2 separate regions of the Rattus norvegicus genome follow, and region 1 is linked to region 2. The links are chromatin contacts, called in public Hi-C maps. All regions are on one chromosome and are shown on one strand. The core of a region is the stretch at or near the end of the contact, and the rest is flanking DNA. Distances in the headings are between cores, read along the strand shown. Region 1 overlaps Ttll8 (tubulin tyrosine ligase like 8). Region 2 has its middle 9.9 kb from the start of Creld2.

Region 1 (3,677 bases), core at 1,175-3,674, 73 kb after region 2:
ACCCCTCAAGGCTAAGAGTTGCAGGTGTAAAAGGTTGCAGCCACTTTGTGCAAACTGTGGGTTTCTACAAAAGTAAAATATAAGCCTTACTTGTGAGCCTGAATACTTGAATAAGAAGCGAATGCATAGGTCACATGAAGAGTCCTAGAGGGATGGTAAGACCAGCATAGCTTCCACCAATAGCAGGCTAGAGAAACTGTAGACCTAGTCACTGAAACAAGATCTGCTCAGCTGTGAAGATGAGCCCGTGACCTGGACAGGAGATATCCCAGCGTGCATCAGCGTGAGGCTAGACAGCCATGCTTGGCTATGTGACTTCTCCCTTTAAAGGTGAGAGACAATCAAAAGCCATCTATGGTGACTTAAGCTAAATGGCAGCCATCTCCCAGACATGAGGAACAAGAAAAAGTGTTCCTTATGCTGATCCTGGCCATGATGTGCGAGAACCCATCAATTTCTGTAGAGATCCGTTTTTGCCATGAGCTTTCATAGTCATGATGAAAAGAAAGCCATCTCCTAGGCATCAGAGAGCACCAGCTGCCTCAGAAAAGATCTTATGAAAGGCATGCTAGGCCTCTGCTTCAGAACAATGAATCATCTCAAGGTGATCCGTAGGCTCAAGACTCTGGTAGTCAAAACCCCAGCAAAGTATTGTTTCAACTCCACAAGCCGACTGTGAAAAGCCTCTGGAAACATGAAGGATCAGGAGTAGCTGCTTATGTGATTTGGTTCCTCACCCAACAGCTGGAAAGGCCAGGCAACTCACTGTCTCCCAGGGCACCTTGTGAGGGTCTAAATCTACTGGCTTGGTTGGTTCTCAAGGGGCAAACGTGCCTGGTTGGTACCAGTCAAAGGAAGAGGGATCATGTAGGGTGCTGAACCCCATCACTCACATGAAAAAAATGATTCCTAGATGTGTGCTAGCTTTGAAATGACAGGTGGTGAGGAACCCCAAAGCTAGAGAGAGGGGACCTTGGTGAGGTGTGCAGTGCCCCCGTGCTGACTACAAGGGTTTGAGGCAGGATTGCTGTGGATTCGGCTGACATATTTGAAGAAGGGGTTAAGAAAACTGGCCCCATCCATAGGAGAGTGGGGCAGCCCAGCTCTCTGTCTGGTGCCTGGTGAAGACAAGCACCGAGGACTGGTAGGCAGTGACAGTCTCACAGGAGCTGGGCATGGAGCTCTGGAGCGCAGGTGCCTTTGCGGAGAGCTTCATGGCTGGGAAACAGCATGTGTCCGAAGGCCTTTGCTGTCTTGGCTGGACCATTAGCTTCAGTGGGCACAAGGCTCCAGATGAGCAGAGTTTATCCAGTCCTTGGCTCAAGGGGACATCTGGGGAGACGACAGGGTCCAGTGGCTAAGCAGTGAAGCCACGATGATATCTGTGACTGTGCTCCTTTAATGCTGGGAGGGGCCCAGGGACCATCACGAGTCTGAACTCCATCTGAGACTTCAGAAGAAAGAGGCAAACATTGTGGGACACAGCACCACAAGAGGCAAATGGCCACAGGCTTCAGCAACAAAAATGCTAGGCTAGAAAAATGAAAGCACACGGAGGGGATGTGCCTCAGTTCAGGAATAGACATGATGTGTGTGCTGGGGAGAGTGTAGGCAGGGTGTATGATGTATGTTCATGCAGATAACCTGTACAGGCAAGGAGAGACCATTTTGGGGTCGTCTGAACTCCTAGATGAAAAAACTCCTCTAGGAACCCCAAATGTCTGACTGCTTTTCTCTTGGCTATTTCCCAGCGTCCTCTTGGCCTTAGGCAATTTTGAAGCAGGAGGCAATATTTTCCTTTGGGATAAAATGCAGGCTGTTTATTGCTACTGAAAGCGAGTCCCCTGCCTCCAGAGCTGACACAGACCTACTGTACCATGCTATACCTGCTGAGTGAGTCACAAACATCCTTCCTCTGTAACCCAGGGAATATGTCTTCTGCTGCTATCTGCTAGGTGAGAAATATGGATAGAGAAATGGCAGTCCTGCTGTTGTGGGAGTGAAGGACCAGGGAATTCTCACCACTGGCCCCTTAGTGAGAGAAGTTCCCCAGTGCTCTAGTCAGCAGAAGTGAGCTTGTGTTCAGATCTGTGCAGCAGCAAGTATGACGAACACAGACCTTGGCCAGGCTGGGTCTGTGGCTCAATCCTTTTCTGCAATTCATGGCATTAATCAGCTGCTATATTATAGAGGTGGGATTTGAACCTGTAAGGTTTCTCACGGGAGTCCAACCTCTTAACCACTATACCATAGTGCCTTTTTCACCCCTCAATCCTTTTCTGAGGGATGACGTCACTACACTCTGACTGAAAGGCAATGGCTATGACTGGGTCTGGGCCTGGGCCAAGCAGGCCAGAGGCTGAGACAAATGATTACAGGAGCCAAGACTTGCTGATTGGCTTGGAGCTTTGCGTGGATGAAAACTGTATGGGTATTCGTTGGAGCTGGGAGCAATGGATTCAGAATTTCCTAAGTATATGCCATAGTCCACTGGGGCAGTGAGAGCCCCAGAACTTAGAATTGCAAAACAGAGCTGGGTGACTCATGCTGGCCCAGAACTGAGGGGCCTGGCTTTTGCCGCAACTTCCCTATGGGGGTGCAGGCAGGAGTTCCTCACTGGGAGTCTCTCATCCCAGGTGTCAGCCTCACATTTAGGGTTGCTACTTTCTGAGAGGGAACTCTGGGACCCGAAGACCGCCCCTCAGCTTGTTTCCCTGTCATTGGGCTCAGTAGGAGAAACTATTCAGGGTTAGTCTTCGAGGCTTAGGTGCTGGGTCCCCCGGGAATTCCTTTTACATACTAAGGCAGCCACCAAATAAGCCACCCTTGTTGGAGGTTCGATTTCCAGCCTCATCTACAACGAGGTTGCTACAATGTCTTCACTCTGGGGTCAATTCTGACAGTGGCCAGTAGGAGGCGCTGCCAACAGGAGTGCATAGTCAAGAACACGTAGGGCTGGCTCTAGAGCTATTTGGGTAGTTACCCATTTGAGAGACTATGCCCACGTCCTGCCTGTCCCAGAGCACAGGTTCAAAGTGCCTTTGCCTGGCCGCCTCCTAGATGGGCTGCTCCACTTGGGTCTGACAGGTTAGTTGAGTGTCCTCACCTCAGATCTGGCCACTGGCAGTGACTGTGCTATGGTTCCAGTAGCTCTGGCAGGCTCCACATGTTCACATGACCCTTGTTACATCTTTACCAACCTAAAGACTGCTATGTGGAGGGGCTACGGCTGGTCATGTCGTAACCCAGGCAGAAGCTCACGGGGAAACAGGCTCTCTGCTGGGTCCAATTGGCACTAACCAGGCTTTCGGGAGGCCTGCCAACCCAAGGGTCACCACCCTATCAGACCACTGGCCCAGACAGGATTGTCACCTCTCAGCACGGCCTGGAACTCAGTAGGGGCCTCAGTTTAAAAAGACACAGTAGCCCATGGATGTAAGTCTCCTGCTGAATTCCTTGCACAGAGGGCGGCCAGTACGCCCTGACATTACCTCAATCTCTGTGGTATGCTGAGGACACGGAGGTCGGGCATCTCTCAGGGTGACTGAGGGACGCTCCACTGTGGGTGCACTCTGATCAGGAGACACCCTGGCTGCAGAACTGTAGTTTCTGTCTGGACCTCTGTGCTAAAACTGACCTGAGTCGCATCCAGCCTTGCTCACCATAGCAAGCATCGA
Region 2 (3,766 bases), core at 69-2,568:
AGTTTTCCCTGAGCATGTGTCCAGTGTGGTAGAGGACAATGGCGGGCTGGTATTGGTATTCCGGCCTACCCAGTGGTCTCTCTGCCTTGGGAAAGCAACCTGGGCATGAAGAAAATGGAAAAAAAAAAAATCAGGACACGGATTGAGTAGCTCTGGCCTTGCCAACACTCGGTGCCCCTTCACTGTAGCTCTCCAGGGATCTGGGTCCTCATGGTCCGTGGGATATCCATGGGATGCCCCTTGGTCTGCCCTTGGCATTCTTCCTGCTGTGCTGTCCTAAGCTGTGACCTGCATGTGTCCCTGTAGCCCTGTGTGTACATGTGAAGGCACTGGACACGTTACGCCCTTTCCCCTGTACCTTACAGATAACTGATGCCCTCTGTGGCCAGCTCCCACCTGGTACCTAAAATGGAGTCTGGCAGGCTGATGCTTCAGCTTGGCTTCTGCTCAGTTCCACCTGCGTGGCTCTGAAGGCTAGATGTTCTTATCCAACTGGGCTAGGGAGTTCATGTCAGGACACTGACCTCGTTGACAAGCCAACAGCAGACCTGTGTGTGCAGGCTGGGATCCCTGCCGCTTTCTCAGGGTTCGTACCACAGGCAGCTCGCAGGTGACTGAAGGTAGAGTCCACAGCCAGCCATCCTCTGAGAGATGAGTGATCCCTCACGGCACTGTCTCCACGAGGCCATTGGCGAGGAACATATCCTCGTGAAAGGTGGGTCGCCTGGGCAGCCCTCTTCTCCTGAACGGTGCTGCAGGGATCAAGGGCCTGGGTGTAGGTAGGTGGCTGCTGTTTGGACACTGGCCACTGTGGGGCCCTGTGAGTACTGTGGCCTTCGACGAGGTATTTCTGCTATTGGGCCGTGCTCTTGTAACCCAGAACCTGGCACCTCTTCTCATCCCCGGATGACTGCTACCTTTTCCTCTTTAAATAAATGTTTCTTGGTGGAGGGACCTGGGGACATACACAGCAGACAGGGTCCACTGGGAGATGTGGACAGGCTCCAGTAGGACCTCATGTGGCAGGCAAATACAACAGGCAGGGTCCCTGAGCACAGTGGCCAGGAGTTCACAAGCTAAAGATCAGGAACATAGACCTCAGGGTTTGAATGTAGGCATCTGTGCCAGCACTCAGACTTCTGGGTTGGGGCAGGGGACCTAAGCAACTTACCTACCCAGGTTCCTTCTGCTCCTCAGCCCCAGTAGACCCCATGAGAGGGTAGAGTTGCCCTCTTAGGTTTGGACGACCTGCAGAACTGCACCAGTTCTGTCTGGATGCATGGCCAGCAGGTGGCACTGTTGACCTGTGCCGGTCAAGCCAACTTTAACACTCCAGGGTACAAAGTCCCTGTCTCCTTGTTGGCTGTTATGTCTGGGTTGGGCCAGTCCTTCACTCCAGGGACCCTGGCCCAGAGCTGAGGCCTGGACTAAGCCAGGAACCTGGCGAGCCCATGGTCTTCCCTCCCACCTGTGTTTGTGAGAGAGTATCTTCAAAACTGCGTAAGAGATGGGAAGAAAGAAACTCTTGGCTTTACATTTGACCTGTGGCCAGACCTGTGGCCTGAAGTCTTGTGTCCCCTCACCTAATCTTGGTACTACTGCTCATAGCTAATCCTCCCTCAGAGCACTTGCCACGCCTAGCCTTCTTTGTGGGCCTTAGCTGTCGAACAGTCTCCAGGGCATCATCAACCTGGTGCCTATGCTGACTTTCTGGCCCAATCGCTTCTTTGCCACCCTGTTAAATGAACACACACACACACACACACACACACACACACACACGTACGTTTGTAGGATCAAAAGGACCTCACCCTTGATTTCTAGATTCAGCAAGGACTTTTGGGTCTTAGCATAAACCCAGGTCTGGAGCCCTGCCAGGTACAACCTTCTCTGGCCTTTAGCAGGCATAATGGAAAGTTATTGAATCGGCTAGTAGCTCTTTCCAAAACTGACTTTGTTGGAAAGTATAGCTCAGCATGGCCTTCTGGAAACACTGGCTGATAAGCTATCCTTCAAGGCAGTGGTTATCAGCAGCCACTCTGGCCCCAGTGGTGGGGTACAATGTCTGGACATGGCTGTGTCACAGCTAAGGGACAATGTGACTATGCAGAATGGGTAGGTCCAGGGGTGTTGCTCTACACTCCTAGGTATACAGTACCTAGTGTATATGCATGCACATGTGTAGGAACATGTACACACACACACACACACACAACACCAACACCACTACCACGCAATGGCTAGCTCCAGGCAGAGGAGAAATGCTGACAGGAGCATCTGGCTGGCAGCCTGAATGTCAGCCAAGATCTCTGCAGAGAAGAGAGCCACACTGGGTAAATGGGAATAAATCTTCCATTGTGGCACAGCACAGCCAGTCTCTTGGAGCACTGTCCTGGGTGTACCCCTGGTCACTGAGGCAGCCTTGCTGTCCGGTGAATGTACAGCTTCTGTCTAAACTGTCACAGTCTTCCATTCATGTGACAGCTCAGAGACTGACAGGGTTGCCGATGTCACCCAACTACGTCATTCTGTCTACCTGGCTGTCCAAAAACGTCTTCGATGGTACGTGCATCTTGCTGATTTCTGGAGACACACGGACAAACATCTCATCACCTCAGAAAAGGTTATCTGTGGCATACCAATCCAATACCATCCAAGCCCAGTCTGCCAAAGCAACGAGTTTATTGGTGAAGAGTTACTTACTTACGGGAGCACAGGCAGCCCTCTTAAGGCAGCTGTATCACCCAGAAGTTCCCAGCTTAGCATGGTGAAAGCCGCAGAGATGGAATCCTCTTGAGCCTCTCTGTTCCTTAGACCCTCGTCTCCTATATAGTCTTACATATGCCACCTCAAAACCACACGGAGCGGAGGCAGGAGGAAGGGAGTGGCTGGATCTCCAGGAAAGGGCTGAAGAGCTTTCCCCAACTCTCTCCACAAGGGGATATTAATAGTCTTCGTTTTGTGAGGGTCTCGAGCAGATCGTCAACAGCTGCACCGACTTCGGGATTCCCCAAGAAGCCCACTTCCACTGTCACGGCTGTACTCCCATAATGAGTGTAGGTACACCTGTCGGAGGCTGGGGCGGAATCTCACTCTCAACACCGTGTCTACACCCCAGTCCTTCCATCTGACTCCTCCCAGCACCCACCCAGTCAGACAGACTACATGTCTGGGAGCTCATGTCTTTCTCCGCTCAAGCAGATGACCAAGAGTCACCACAAATGTACCCTTTCCTTAACCTGCCACACTGTTGCTGTCTGTATCCATACACCATGGTGATCCCCAAACCATTACAGCTGGTGATGGGAGCTCCTGAGAGGCTATGGTTGGGAGCCCATGGTGTGTGTCCAGGGTAGTGAGTGCCACACAGCAAAGCTGTGAGCCACCCACGGCATGCTGTGGGCTATGTATCCTGCCATGCCAGAGGCACTACATCACGTAGTGACTGCCCCTGGGTTTGCTGACCAGATGACAGGGCATGAACTGGGCTAGTGGTCAGTCAGTCAGACCTAGGAGAACGTGGTCTCGGAATAGTTGGTGGTCAGCTGTTTCGTTTCTCACTCAGCACAGTGCTCCACTGTGGGCGAACAGCCTGGCCCTGCACTCTGAGTTTCTGTGACAGATCCACCCTAGGCAGTCAGCCAGGAACTCCATATTTCTTACCCAGCCTTTCGATCTGGAGTCAGACTGCAGTATGTGGAAGCCAGGCCACTTGTGTGTGGCTTACTTGGGGGGCTCTGCCTATTCAAAACTGTCTTTGTGTGTG

What was found. Hi-C and Micro-C count contacts between places; a contact is called where the count stands out from the background.
Region 1: a contact with region 2 is called in a Hi-C map of liver, with 3 times the contacts expected there. The contact joins two enhancer-like sites. A contact is called at or near these places in 5 of 12 Hi-C or Micro-C datasets (the Rat2 cell line, kidney, liver and 1 more).

What each region holds. Positions count from the first base shown.
Region 1 is chr7:121,869,612-121,873,288 of GRCr8, forward strand. All of the region lies in intron 13 of Ttll8 (tubulin tyrosine ligase like 8), which reads right to left. It overlaps LOC134479954 (a long non-coding RNA gene), which reads left to right. Exons shown (of 2, transcript XR_010053909.1): 2 at 1-3,677. Among named protein-coding and RNA genes, the nearest start is that of Pim3, 38 kb to the left of the region's middle. Within about 2 kb of position 2,425, at least 3 of the 93 cell types and tissues checked have an H3K27ac peak or open chromatin away from gene starts, as enhancers often do. A contact at or near this core is called in liver, where this site is marked.
Region 2 is chr7:121,797,378-121,801,143 of GRCr8, forward strand. No RefSeq gene overlaps it. Among named protein-coding and RNA genes, the nearest start is that of Creld2, 9.9 kb to the left of the region's middle. Within about 2 kb of position 1,319, at least 24 of the 93 cell types and tissues checked have an H3K27ac peak or open chromatin away from gene starts, as enhancers often do. A contact at or near this core is called in liver, where this site is marked.